Linked DNA regions of Mus musculus: all the other regions are linked to region 2. A link is a contact called in public HiChIP or PLAC-seq data. All regions are on one chromosome and are shown on one strand. The core of a region is the stretch at or near the end of the contact, and the rest is flanking DNA. Distances in the headings are between cores, read along the strand shown. Region 1 holds the start of Sh2d6 (SH2 domain containing 6). Region 2 has its middle 35 kb from the start of Mat2a. Region 3 holds the start of Ggcx (gamma-glutamyl carboxylase).

Region 1 (4,314 bases), core at 455-2,954, 46 kb after region 2:
GGTTCACCAGCAACTGAGACTAAGATGGACTGTGCCTCGTGTGAGCCGTTTGACCTTGGGCTGGAATACGCTAACCCTCCTGTAACCTGTTTTACTCGGGGATGGTTCAAATGGTCCATTCCCCCCACCCCCTATCTTGACATTCTAAGGTCCTGTGGTCATACATCTCAAGGCACTGACCATAGGGGCAAGTCTCTGGAGAGTGGAGACAATGGGAGTGACAGCCCAAGGTTGCCTGTTGATGAGGGATAATACTCAGCTGTCTCACTATGGAGGGTCTTAGGTTTGACCACTTCATTCTAGGGTGCCCCTCACCTGGCCAAGGGATCACACTGACTGAAGACAGGGCCTGGAGGTCAGGGCCTCTGCTTTCAAACTCTAGGGCACAGCAGATCATGGCTTTGGTGGTAATGATACCTGTACTGACTGACTTGGAGGCTTGGCAAACAAAAAGGAGGTGTGGCTAGGAGGGATGCAGCAAGCCCTGTTCAAGGCAACCCCAAAATTCTAGGAGAGAAGAAGTGTAGGAGAGGCCTCCCCTCCCTATGTGGAGCCGTGGAAAGAGAGGGGACACTCTACCTTGCCTTCCAAAAACAGGTCCCTGCTTTGCAGGCTGTGGGTTCATTGCTGTCTTCAGCTGTGGGCATTATGGAAAGAGGGAAATGAGGGAGGAGGGAAGAGGGAGGAGGGAGGAGAGAGGGAGGTGTGAAGTGCAGGCAGTTGAAGAACAAGGAAGCTGGGGTGCAAGGGGGTAGAGCTGATGTGCTGCTTTCAACACTAACACTGAATTGTTAGCCTGTTCATGCTTGAAGCTGAGGCAGGGTAGATGTGAGTCTAAGGCCAGCCTGGGCTCCATGAGACCCCCCCTCTCAACTGCCCCTCCCCCAGAAAACACAACTGAACAAACAAAAACAAACATAAAATACTACAAAAGGAGACTGACAATGCTTCCCCCTGCCTCTAGTTGGGGTCCTTTCCTTACTGCGAAATTTCCCCTGCTTATTTATTTATTTTTATTCTGTAAAATACGAAAGTGAATAGCCACCAGATCACAGCGGGGAAGGGAGTTGGGATGACGACAGCTGACCCCTCTGGCCAGAGATGGGTCCTGTGGTCCAGGGCCCAGGTGAAGGTAGCTGAGCCTTGCCCCCAACCCCAGCAGAGGATGGAGAGCCCTGCTGAGCTGTGCTGGAGCGGGGAGCAGAGCAGAGGGGTGACTAAGGAAGGGATGAAAGGACCCTTTAGGCAAGTGGGAGGAGCTATTTTGTTGTTTATTTGTTTGTTTGTTTCACTCTGGTTTGTAATGCACAGGCAGAGGTTTCCTGGCATCTAGAATATAAACGCATGTTGGGGGTGGAACGGGAGCGGGGAGGGGGGGTGGGGGGGCGGGAGGGGTTGTGCAAATGAGATGTTTGTAAGATTTACTCACCGGGAAATGGTAGCCAGAGGTAGGGCGGGTAGGGAAGGAAGGGTTTATGGGGAGTCCTCTGGCCATGGTAGACTGAGGCGGGGGCAGTGGTGGCTTGGATGGATCCAGGGGCCCAGAACGATCTGAAAGAGACCCCATGCTTTGTAAACTGGGGAGAGGGAGGAAGGTCCTCCCTAGTCTATTCCCACTTTCTCCCCACCTAGCCCTCATCTCTCCCTCTCTCCTCCTGTCTCCTCTACTTATTGGCTTCTTAACAGCTCCGTCTCCATGGCAACTGGAGACAGTCAGCTTCCCTGCCCCCACATGACTGAGCGGGGGTGGGGGTGGGGGGGTGAGATGCCAGTGGTGGTGGCCTCTCAGGGCATTCCCACCCTGGTTGGGAGGATGTGCAGCGATTTCAGAGGAGGGAACGCAAGGCCCTAGGGACTGGGTCGGGCTTCCTGCTTTGTCAACGTTGCCTTAGTTACCTCACCCCTCCCTCCTGCCTCCTCTCCATTTTCCTTCTTTACAGTTTTAACTCCTTTCCATCTCTCTAGCCTTTTCTGCCCAGCTGAGAGGCCTCAGTGGCAGCCAGCTGAGGCCCTTTTCTGCCCCAACTCAGGCAGAAGGAAGAGAGGCCGGGCCGGATTCTCCTTTTGTTGGACCCTCTTGCCTTGACCCAACCTCTCAGCCCTTCCCTCCTCCCAGCCCTCACCCAGATACAAGGAGTCGTCTTTAGAGCCAAGAGACTGTGCAGGGGCCAGACTGACGGGCAGAACCTCACAGGGGGGCAGCTCATATTTATCCTCCTCTTCTCCCTCTTCCTGGGCCTTCAAAAAGGGATGCTGGTGGCATAGGGAAGATGGAGGCTTGAACATGGCAGGCCCTGGTGGCTGGTGCCTCCCTCCCTCCCCTCCCCCATCCTCAGCATTCCGACTTACCCTGTTTCTCCAGGTCTCTGGGCCAGACAGGAAAGATGGGTTGGCTCTACTTTCTCTCCAAACTTGGGTATCTGGATAGATAGACTGGTTTTGCTTCACCCCAGCCCACCTACTTCCAGCAAAAGGTTTATTTTGCTCTCTCTCTCTGATAAATCGTAAACCGTCTTCCCTTAACTATAGATTTCAACCCTACAACTAAAGGAACCCATAAAAGGGGCCTTTTTAGCAGTGTAGACAAGACAGGTGTGGTGAAACACGGGGATCTCGGCAGATGTGTTTGTTTCACCCATCAATGGCTCCTGACCCCCGTACCCGGATTCTGACCAAGACACGTAAGAGAACCAAGCTTAGGTGCTAAGCCTTGCTGGACAGGTGGTGGGACAGGCTATCTAGAGTCACTCAGGGAGATCCAACTGTGGAGGACCCTGGTCTGCTGGGCCCCTAAGACTCACTGTGCACTTACCTGCACCTCTGGCAGGAAGGAGTGGTGGCCCCAACCTGTAAGCAGACTCTACTCAGCTCTGCCCAAAGAGACCCTGAGTGCTGTCAGGGTGACATTGCACTTTAGACCACTCACACTTATGACTAGGAATGCTCTCTGAAGAAGCCAGTGTGACAGCCTGGACCTGAGATCAGAGCAATGGAAGGAGAAGACTGGGGTGGGCTCAGGGGGCAGGCAGAATTAGTGGCCTTTGGTGCACAGCTGGATAAGATGATACCCTAGGGATGCTGGGCACAGGGCTGGCAGAGTGGAAGCACACGGGTGGATAGAGATAGACAGCTGCTCCAGTGAGGGGGAGGTAGGTGAAGACAAAGGGGCGAGCAGGAGAAAGAGGGGCACTCACCGGGCCTTGCTGCCACTGAACCTGTCCTAGAAAGAGCAGGGGCAGAGTGGTTAGTACAGCTGGGACTCTCCCTGCCCACAGTCCTGGATCTCTAGGAGTCTCAGCAGGTATATGGGCCCAAGGATCCTCTAGAACCAAGTCTCACCATGGCAAGGTAGGTGAGCGGAGCCCCTTTGCCTCTCTAGAGCCCAGGAGCTGCCACAAATGTCCTGGGGGATAAGGGCTCCATTGTTCCCATTATTTACATATTCTAAGTATTGGAAGGTGCCCGCCTCTGCCTGTGGTCTCCCACCCAAAATGGACTTTATCCAGGGCACTCCCAGGGCCCCGCTCTCCTCTATAGCTGTGGTCTCTAGTTCTTCATCCAAGCTAGAAGACCTAAGCCGGACCAGGTGTGGCTCTCTGGCATCACCTTTTCAGAACCGTATTGGGTGACATTGATGGACAGATGCCACCTTGCTGTCACCCATCCCAACCCTTTACTCCTTCTACCACTTGCTAGTGGGTGGTGATCACAGATCCAAAAAGTTAAAGGTGAGGGGAAAATTCAGAGGCTCTCAGATTCCATGTGACCAGTTTATTCTTTAATGGAGGCGTTTATAAAACATCTATTTATCAAAATGGGCATGGTGGCACACACCTTTAATCCCAGCACTTGGGAGGCAGAGGCAGGTAGATCTCTGTGAGTTTGAGGCAGGCTTTGAGTGAGACGATGAGACCACATACTGAATTCCAGGACAGGCACAGACCTCCACAGTGAAACTCTGCCTCAAACAAAACAAAATGAAACAAACACAAAAGTCAAAACAAAATAAAATAGACAACAACAAGAAAAACCAAACCAACAACAATTGGTTTATAAACATGTGCTACTCACAAGGCACTGCTTCAGACATCCAGACAGAAATGCTACAGAAAGCAGTCAGACCTTACAAGTATCGTTTCCTCACTGGACTCCCAGAATAGTTTTATGAGGCAAGCCCCGGTTTTACGCTCACTTTCAAATGAAGACACCAACTCTATTAGTCAGCTCACACTGATGTAACAATACCACAACACTGAGCTGCTTAAACAACAGAGATTTTATTTCCTTCGAGATCAGGAGGATAGAAGGCTAAGA
Region 2 (4,856 bases), core at 360-2,859:
CACACACACACACACACACAGGATTTAAAAGCTTCCAGTGGGGACTGGAGAGATGGCTCAGGGGTTAAGAGCACTGACTGCTCTTCCAGAGGTCCTGAGTTCAAATCCCAGTAACCACATGGTGGCTCACAACCACCCGTAATGAGATCTGATGCCCTCTTCTGGTGTGTCTGAAGTCAGCTACAGTGTACTTACATATAATAATAAATAAATCTTTTTTTTAAAAAAAAGCTTCTAGTGTTAAGGAAATTAATCTTTCAGATGCTTCCAAGCACACAGATAACCAGATTGCAAAGCATAAAGGGGGGAACATTCTCATGATAGGGGCCAAGAAAGGCTATGAGGGTCTGAAGCTGGGCTTGAAGGGTTCAGGATGATGCAAAACTGAGGTCAAAAGCACTGAGCTAGCTCATCATTAAATCCTTACTGCTCTGTTACCATGTGCAAGCATCTAAGTGTTCAGAAGTAAACTCCCATCTCATGGAGCTGACATCCAAGTGAGGGTTGGGACATCACTAAGTAAAATATATAAGCAAAAGTAGGTTAGTGGGTCAGTGGGAATGTAAAACAGTGCAGCCACAGTAAGGCACGCTCTAAACACTGAACATTAGAATTACCATTTGAGAGGACTAGAGAGATGGCTCAGCAGTTAGGAACACTTGCTGCTTTTAAACAGGATGCAGGTTAAATTCCCAGCACACACATCAGTGGTTCATAGTTCCCAGTAAATCCAGTTCCAGGAGATCTTTTGTAATTTCTGGCCTCCATTGGCACCTGTATGCAAATAGGTACATATAGACATGCAGGCATAGATGTGTCAATAGAAAGTAGAGTGACTGTTTTTAGGAATGAGAATTCGGCTCCGTGGTAATGAAACCGTCCATTTCAGGATGCTTTCTTTTGTTCACATGAGTCTGGCCGTCATCAAGAAGGCCTCAAGGAGGCTGGCCCACTTAGATAACATGATTTTAAAGATTCATTTCTTTTGATTTTATGTGCATTGGTATTTTAACTGCATGTGTGAGAGTGTCAGACCCTCTGGAACTGGAGTTACAGACAGTTGTGGGTGCCGGGAATTGAACTGTAGTCCTCTGGAAGGGCAGTCAGTGCTCTTAACCTCTGAGCCATCTCTCCAGCCCCACGAGGCAAGCTTTACATAAGAACCTAATACCGACATAGATAGAGCTGGGGTCAGGAGATTGAAGACAAGGAGAGCGGGAGTTTAAGGGGAGCAGGGGCATTGGGCTGACAGGTCAGCACCGGAGTCAGAGGAGGCCCTGACAGTGTTTCACCACTCCCACCCAGCACCAGGCCTACTGATGAGAAGGCCCAGGCAAGTACAAGTCTGGTTTTGTAAACCATGTGCATAGTTAGTGCTTCTCTAGCTCTGCTCCTCCTTCCAGCCCCACCCCTGCCCCGCCCCCTCCCCGTCACCACTGTCACACATGGATTTACTTTTTGAAGTACAATCCGTGGTCATTTAGGGACAAGTCAGGCCAGGAAGCCATGTGACTCTCAAAAGCTAGCAATCCCAAGCCTTGCTGAGGCCTGTGAGGATTGGCACGAGAGGAGGATGACTTGAGATCCCGATTAGTCATCCTGGCAGCTGCTTCCTGCCTCCCTGCCCTTCCCTTCTCGCCTTTTTGGGCCTCTCTGCAGTGGTAAGTGGATATGGCCTGGACTCATCAATTATTACTGCTGGAAAGCAGCTTACACAGCATCTCATGTGCCTGCTTTATTGGACAGACACATGAGTCAGGGACAGAAGGGAAGAGGATCAACCCAAGCCACTTAGCTGCCTAGCGTCACCCATAGTGAAAACCTTATCAGCTCACGGATCTACCTCATTCACTCCTGGAGCCGCCTCACAGAGATCACAGAGACCGTGCTGTATCATGTATCATAACTGGGCCAATGACACAGCTGAGAATGAGCCAGAAAAGCTACTTAGAGAGGTTTGTGGGGAGACCAGCTGTGGATGAGAGAAATATAGTGGATGGTAAGAAATGCCAAGGACAAAGCAAGGGGTGTGGAATGCTGGGGGGGGGGGGGGCTTACAGGAATAGTGAACACAGCTAAGATCTCGGGGGGGGAGGAATGGTTCAGATGCAAGACAAAGCGGGAACGAGGAGGAGAGGCATGGAGCAATCTGGGTGAAGAGGTATACAGAGGTCACGAGGAGCTATGTTCTAGAAGTGTGACAAACTAAGCACAAGGAAATGAACCTGTGAGCAACTTGGTATGGAGGCTGAAGAGTCCAAGGCAGGCCTTCAGTGTGTGTCCAGGTGTCTAATCCACGCATTTGCCTTTTCTCTTGACTCTTAAGGCCACAGTGACCTCTGCGAGCAAAGGGGCTGGGGGTGGTAGCCAACGGGGTTCCAGAAAATACTTAGCAGTAGTGTGGGCAGCCTATGATACCCGGACCCTAAGCACCTGCTCCGGAATCCATTCAGAAAGACAGGACACACAGTGACCTCCCATTCCCAGGATAAAGAGAAAGAGCCCATGTGCCAAGCTCACCAAGTATGCGGAGCCTGCAAATCTGAACACAAAACAACTACCACAAGAAGTCCTCCATACACTGCTGCACCAATGGCCATACAACACCGATTTCACCGGAGTTGGAGAAAGAGTAGGTACATTTCCTGCCTTGCAAGAGTGAGAACCTTGGCTGGGCGTGGTGGCGCACACCTTTAATCCCAGCACACGGGAGGCAGAGGCAGGTGGATTTCTGAGTTCGAGGCCAGCCTGGTCTACAGAGTGAGTTCCAGGACAGCCAGGGCTACACAGAGAAACCCTGTCTTGAAAAAAACAAAAACAACAAAAAAAGGAGTGAGAACCTGAGATTGATCCCCAGAAAATGCATAAAAATGCTGGTCATATCCGCACACACTTGTAGCCCCAGTGCTGGGAGGCAGAAACAGGAGGCCCCCCAGGGGCTCCCTGGCCAGCAAGTCTAGCCTTCTGGTCTGGTTTTAAAGAAAGTAAAGGTCATTACTGAGATTGAAACCCAAGGATCAAGGATTCCCTCTGGCACACACACACACACACACACACACACACACACACACACACACACAAAATGCCAGACAGGTGCAAGTTCCCAGTTAAAGCTAGTGAGAAGAGCTGCGCCAGAGGCCAGCATTGCCCAGGCCGGGGCTAAGTGAAAGGTAGATAGAAATGTTTTTTATAGAAGTGTTTGGCAAGCAGTGATGGCAGTTTAATTAGCCCCAGCTCCTAATTTCTAATGTCTGTGCCTCTTGCCAGCATTCCATGCCCACTCAATGAAGGCCTCTCACACTGGAATACCAGGGCTGAGTTTGGATGCCAACCAGATCCTGAGTGGGTGGCTGAGGCAGTGGGTTGATATGCACTATAGTTTTGAAGCAAGCTTCTACGTGCCAGGGTTCCTGTCTTCCAGAAGAAAGTGTTATATGCCCTAGGGCAGAAGTGAGGGGCTAAGCCTCCATCACTGGCTATTGCAGCCTCTCCAGATGACCAGGGCCTTCTGCTCTACGGGTGCCCTGAGAGCTCTAAGCAGGAAGCCAGGACCAGATTCATCAGGGTTCAGGGAAGGTGGACTGGACCCTGGCTCTGACTGCAGGCCTCTGTGCTCCCTCTTCCTTCTCCAAGGCAGTCCAGTTTGGGAGTCAAGCCAATAGACTCCATCATTATTTGTTACATTAACACAGTTATTTATTACATTTATTACATGGTTATTTATTACATGCTTGTGGGAAGCAGCCTGGGGCATTAGTTGGAAGAGTCTCAAGACAGACTGAGATGGCCTCATCTTAAACCCTGGCTATGGGATCTGTAAACAAACACAAACAGAGACTCAGGACCAGCTGACTATAGTGTAGAGTCAGTGCTGTCTAGAATCTGAAATCTGAGTTCTGTCTGAGAAAGCTGCCTTTTTCTTTGTCCTGGGTCCTGGCCACCATCATCATCAGCTACAGACAACATTGCACCTATTCTGAGGATGAACCATAGGCTACAGAGAGAGCTAATGCTGGCAATGTCCCTTGTACGTGTTAACACCACATCAACATTTACAAGTCACCATCTCACTTAGTGTCAGCCGTAACTTACTAAGAGGGCTATTGCCTCCTTTTTACAGAAAGATAATGCCATTCATTTAAAAACGCTCACTAAAGCTCAGGGTCCAGAGTGCTTGCTTAGCATGTCCTACGGCCTGGGTTTGATCCCTAGCACTGAATAACAACATTGACAACAAACCAACCAACTTAACCAGACATGGTGGCTTGTTCTAGCGTTTATAACAGTGGGGATGTCGAAGGAGGAAGATTTCTGAGAGTTCGAAGCCAGCTTGGGCTACATACTGAATTCTAAGCCAGGCTGGGTTATTGGATGAGATCCTGGTTCGAACAAAAACAATAGAGAATGTGGCTCAGTGACAGAGTGCTGGCCTACCATGTCTGAGGCCATGGGTTCAGTCCCCAAAACTGCAAAAGAAACAAAACGACAAATACTTGACCATGTTGGTGCACAGTTGTGATCCCAGCACTGAGGAGACTGAGGCAGGAGGATTGATCTAGGGGATACATATTCAGACCTTGTCTCAATCAATCAATCAATCAATCAATCAATCAACCAATCAATCAGAGGTCTTGCCATCATCCCAAAACCTCTTCTGGACTCTCAGGCACCACCACAGGGTCAACCCAGCACTTGGCACACGCTAGGCAAGCACTCTACCAACTGAGCTATGTCCCCTATACGTACATTTTCTTTTCTTTCTTTTTGTGTGTGTGGTGTATTTGTATGTTCATAATTTTTTTGGAGGCATTTTACTGAGGACCATCTTTCAGCCTCGTGCAGTGTAATTTTTAAAC
Region 3 (4,757 bases), core at 479-2,978, 59 kb before region 2:
GTACTCACTGATAAGTGGATATTAGCCCAGAAACTTAGGATACCCAAGATATAAGATATAATTTGCTAAACACATTAAACTCAAGAGAACGAAGACCAAAGTGTGGACACTTTGCCCCTTCTTAGAATAGGAAACAAAACACCCATGGAAGGAGTTGCAGAGACAAAATTTGGAAGTATGACGAAAGGATGGACCATCTAGTGATTGCCATATCCAGAGATCCATCTCATGATCAGCTTCCAAACGCTGACACCATTGCATACACTAGCAAGATTTTGCTGAAAGGACCCAGATATAGCTGTCTCTTGTGAGACTATGCCAGGGCCTAGCAAACACAGAAGTGGATGCTCACAGTCAGCTATTGAATGGACCACAGGGCCCCCAATGGAGGAATTAGAGAAAGCACCCAAGGAACTAAAGGGAACTGCAACCCTATAGGTGGAACAACAATATGAACTAAGCAGTACCCCGGAGCTCTTGTCTCTAGCTGCATATGTATCAAAAGATGGCCTAGTCGGCCATCACTGCAAAGAGAGGCCCATTGGACTTGCAAACTTTATATGCCCCAGTACAGGGGAACGCCAGGGCCAAAAAGGGGGAGTGGGTGGGTAGGGGATTGGGGGGTGGGGTGGGTATGGGGAACTTTTGGTTTAGCATTGGAAATGTAAATGAGCTAAATACCTAATAAAAAATGGAAAAAAATTATTTATTTTGGGCTGGAGAGATGGCTCAGGGGTTAAGAGTACTGACTGCTCTTCTAAAGGTCCTGAGTTCAATTCCCGGCAACCACATGGTGGCTCACAACCATCCGTAACAAGATCTGGCGCCCTCTTCTGGAGTGTCTGAAGACAGCTACAGTGTAGTTACATATAATAAATAAATAAATCTTTTAAAAAATTATTTATTTTATGTATATAAGTATACTGTAGCTGCCTTCAGACACACCAGAAGAGGGCCTCGGATCCCATTACACATGGTTGTGAGCCACCATGTGGTTGCCGGGAATTGAACTCAGGATCAATGGAAGAGCAATCAGTGCTCTTAAATGCTGAGCCATCTCCCCAGCCCCTTCCAAGTGCGTCTTTAACTCCCCAACCCACATCTGCAGAAAAGTCTACCCTTTTGCACCTCGCGACTTTTTGGGAGGGGGTGCAGGGACGGGATGTTCAAACCTGGAGACTCCTGATGGGGTTCGGGAAGGACTCAATGAAATTAGGAAAGTATAATTCTTAGTTTTTAAATCCTAAAATGTGGGAGACAGAGGCAGAGTGGCAGAAGGATTGCTGGGAGTTCGAGGCTAGTTCGGTCTCAAAAGCAGGCATGGTGGTGAGTGTTTTTATTCCAGCACTCCAAAAGCAGAAGCAGGTGAATTTGAGGCCAGTCTGGTTTACATAAGCGAGAAAACTACAAAAAGAGATCCAATCTAAAAACAGCAAAGCAGGCGTCGAGATTGAAGTTCAAGTATGTGATGGGATAGCTAGTAGTATAGAGAGAGACACTTGTTCTGAAAACTGTCACTCCTTCCTCTCAATGCCAAAGTTAGATTTAGCAAGCGCCTGCGCTGCCCATCCCCAAAGGTCCTCATACCCACCCGGTCTCTGAGCTCAGGGCTCGGCTCAGGATCGCCCCGCCCACACTCCTAGCCCACGCCCCCTATGCTTCAGTGCGGGGCCGGGGGTTCCGGCCTTCACGACAGTGCGGGCGCTTTCCGGCCGTCCGCGCGAGTGCTTACGTGTCGAGGAGGCGGGGCCTAAGACAGCAAGTCTAAGTCTGGAGGTTCCACTGGGTCCGACCTGGCTGCAGAGAGGCTCACCTGTCCCTGCAGTCATGGCTGTGCACCGCGGCTCCGCACTGGTTGCTCCCGCCTCAGGTAGGCTGAGGGTTGGCGAGAGGCACGGTGGTCTTAGTGGGGAAGTGGCTTATTGAGAGAGATGGCGGTCTGTGTTGGAAGATCGTAGGAGAATCTTGGATGACCTGAGACTCAGAAGGTTGCAGGAGCTGGATCAGTGGAAGAACCCAGTGGGTGGAGGTCCTAGACTGTAGGGACTGCGGTTTTCCCACGCACTTTTTGACCCCAGGTCTTGGTTTGTAGATAAAGTACAGAAAAACAAGTCTGCACAGACATCAGGACTGAAACAGGGCAGCCGAATGGAGAAAATTTTAGGGTTTGAATGGACAGATTTATCTAGCTGGCAGAGTGTCGTGACCCTGCTTAACAAACCAACGGACCCTGCAAACCTGGCTGTCTTTCGTTTTCTCTTTGGTAAGTCCATTTTCTGGATGGGGACATTTTGGTTGAGGTGGTGGTGGTAGTGGTGGGAAAATGTCATCTTATTTCTTTTTAAGATTTATCATTATTTTGTTTATGTGTATGTATGTATGTGTTAGTTTGCTTTCTATTACTCTGATAAAAACACCATGATGAAAAGCAACCTGGAAAAGCATGAGTTCATTTCAGCTTACAGTTGTAGTCCATCTCGGAGAGAAGTCAGGGCAGGAATCTGGAGACCAGAACTGAAGAAGAGGCCATGGAGGAACCTTGTAGATGCTGGCTGGCTCCTCGTGGTTTGTTCAACCTGCTTTCTTCTACCAGTAGGGATCACCTGCCCAGGGTGGCACCATCCACAGTAGGCTGTGCCCTCTCACATAAATGCTTACGGGCCAATTTCTTCGAGGTATTTCCTTAGTTGAGGTCCTCTAGCTTGTTTTTAGGTGACGAAGATTAACCAGGGCAGTGTCTGTGTGATTGTAGGCCAGGCGTGTGCTTGCTTGTAGAAGCCAGAAGAGGGAGTTGGACCCCTTGGAGCTGGAGTTAAAGGTAGTTGCTGCCTGATATGGGTGATGGGGACTGAACTCTGTTCCTTTGGAAGATCAGTTGCAGGCTGGAGAGATGGCTCAGAGGTTAAGAGAGCATTGACTGCTCTTCCAGAAGTCTTGAGTTCAATTCCCAGCAACCACATGGTGGCTCACAACCATCTGTAATGGGATCCGATGCCCTCTTGGTGTGTCTGAAGGTAACTACGGTGTACTCATATATATAAGATAAATAAATCTTTTTTAAAAAGAAAAATAAAAAGAAGATTATTTGCATTCTCATAACTGCTGAGCCATTCTCTCCAGCCTAGTTGCCCATCTCTTCTCCTTAGAGCTGAAGGTATTGGAATAATGGAAGAATTCTTTGGAAGTTTGGAATTATCTGGCCTTGTCATCTGCAGTTAGGGTTTAGTGTTTAGAAATGCTTTGGACACATGGAGTAGAGGAACAGCTGCATGCCTGTGTGCATGCAAGAGCATGCTTGCATGTGGTGAGTTTAGGCCAGAGGTCGGTGTCAGCTGTCTTCCTCAGCCACTGTCCATCGTAGTTTTTGAGGTGGGGTTTCTCTCTCCTGAACCTAGAGCTCACCAGTTGAGGTAGACTGGCTGGCCAGCAAGCCCCAGGGGTCAGCCTGTTTCTCAGCCACTGAGATCGGTAGCTACCATGCCAGGCAGGCTTTGGACATGAGTGCTAGTGACCTGAACTCAGCCTCTCACGCTTGCAACAAGGACTTTGATTTTTTTTACCAATGGAGTAATCTCCCCGGCTCTTTTTGGCTTTTGAAATAGTCTCATTACATAGACCAGGTTTGTCTGGCCTCTTAAGTGCTCCTCTTGTTTCTCAAGTGCTGGGATTACAAACACCATGACACCTGACAGGAGAGACATTTTGTTCATGTCGTGAAGCTACTCAGAAGTTACACTAAGCAATTCAGAGAAATAGCCAGGGTGACAACTCACAGGGTTACAGATGTGCCAAGATGTGCCTTTAAGTCCAGCAGTTTCTAGCTGGGGGCCATTTTGCAACCTGGAGACCTTTTTAGTTGTCAGAACTTTCAGAGAAGAGAGATAGGTGGTTGCTGGGATTTGTGCTGGTACCAGGATACACTTGATGTCTTGTAACAAACGGGTAAATATCCCTATAGATAATTAACCAGACTGGCTACTGCAGCTTCTCCCGGGATTGAGAAACCCTGCCTGAACCTAAGTGGCTTTCCAGACCTGAGTGTCCCTTATTTGTCTTGGTGTGTTGAGCAAATACCACTACCTTCCTGGGTATGTCAGGAGGTTAAAAAAAAAAATGTTAGAAAGGCCCCCTGGGGCACTTTTCACAGCTCGGTAGGGTGTATCTTTATAGATGTAACTACTCAAACCCTACCTTTCTATAGTGTTTTGTATTTAGGTCTTATTTAATCCTACCAGCAACCCTGTGAGATTTTGTTATTTTTGTCTTGTTTTGTTGTTTGTTTTGATTTTTTGAGACAGGGTATCACTGTCCTGGATATATAGTCCTGGGTGGCCCTGCAACTCACTATGTAGACCAGGTTGACCTAGAACTCACAGAGAGAGATCTGCTTGTTTCTGTCTCCCCAGTGCCAGATTGAAGGTGTATTAGGAACCCTGGCTTTTGAAGTTTTTTAAAAAAGATTTATTCATTAGTGTTATAGATATATAAATATACAGGTGTGTGTGTGATTATATGCACACATGTGTGATTATATGCACACATGGGGGATTATATGCACACATGTGTGATTATATGTGCACGTGTGTGTGATTATATGCATACACAGGTGAATGGGTGGAAGTCTAAGCATGAGCACAGATGCCAGCAGATGATCTCTGCCCCACCCCACTAGTTTCTTTGAGACAGAATCTCTCTCTGAGCCCCTGGGGCTTGCAGTTTCTCAGCAAGCAGGAAGCCAGTAAGCAGCAAGCCTCTTG

The links. HiChIP or PLAC-seq counts read pairs in DNA pulled down with a chosen protein or histone mark.
Region 1: an H3K27ac HiChIP or PLAC-seq map of embryonic fibroblasts shows a contact between it and region 2, with 27 read pairs. The contact joins the promoter of Sh2d6 here to the enhancer-like site in region 2. A contact is called at or near these places in 3 of 39 promoter capture datasets (the 3T3-L1 cell line, neural stem cells and trophoblast stem cells), 1 of 15 datasets of contacts at CTCF or cohesin (the NIH/3T3 cell line), 26 of 484 Hi-C or Micro-C datasets (the AtT-20 cell line, the C2C12 cell line, the N1E-115 cell line and 13 more), 16 of 115 datasets of contacts at active chromatin or transcription factors (the 230-238 cell line, CD8 T cells, the SCID.adh cell line and 11 more) and 3 of 9 other capture datasets (adipose tissue, embryonic stem cells and liver).
Region 3: an H3K4me3 HiChIP or PLAC-seq map of bone marrow-derived macrophages shows a contact between it and region 2, with 2.8 times the contacts expected there. The contact joins the promoter of Ggcx here to the enhancer-like site in region 2. A contact is called at or near these places in 2 of 484 Hi-C or Micro-C datasets (liver and myocytes), 8 of 115 datasets of contacts at active chromatin or transcription factors (the SCID.adh cell line, bone marrow-derived macrophages, embryonic stem cells and 3 more) and 3 of 9 other capture datasets (adipose tissue, liver and pancreatic islet).

Annotation. Positions count from the first base shown.
Region 1 is chr6:72,518,332-72,522,645 of GRCm38.p6, forward strand. It overlaps Sh2d6 (SH2 domain containing 6), which reads right to left and starts at 1,705. Exons shown (of 12, transcript NM_001374030.1): 1 at 1,629-1,705; 2 at 1,430-1,551; 3 at 580-637. The coding sequence starts at 1,495.
Region 2 is chr6:72,472,127-72,476,982 of GRCm38.p6, forward strand. No RefSeq gene overlaps it. Among named protein-coding and RNA genes, the nearest start is that of Mat2a, 35 kb to the left of the region's middle. Within about 2 kb of position 1,610, at least 135 of the 459 cell types and tissues checked have an H3K27ac peak or open chromatin away from gene starts, as enhancers often do. A contact at or near this core is called in the AtT-20 cell line, the C2C12 cell line, the N1E-115 cell line and 17 more, where this site is marked.
Region 3 is chr6:72,412,580-72,417,336 of GRCm38.p6, forward strand. Ggcx (gamma-glutamyl carboxylase) reads left to right here and starts at 1,729. Exons shown (of 15, transcript NM_019802.5): 1 at 1,729-1,870; 2 at 2,093-2,263. The coding sequence starts at 1,828.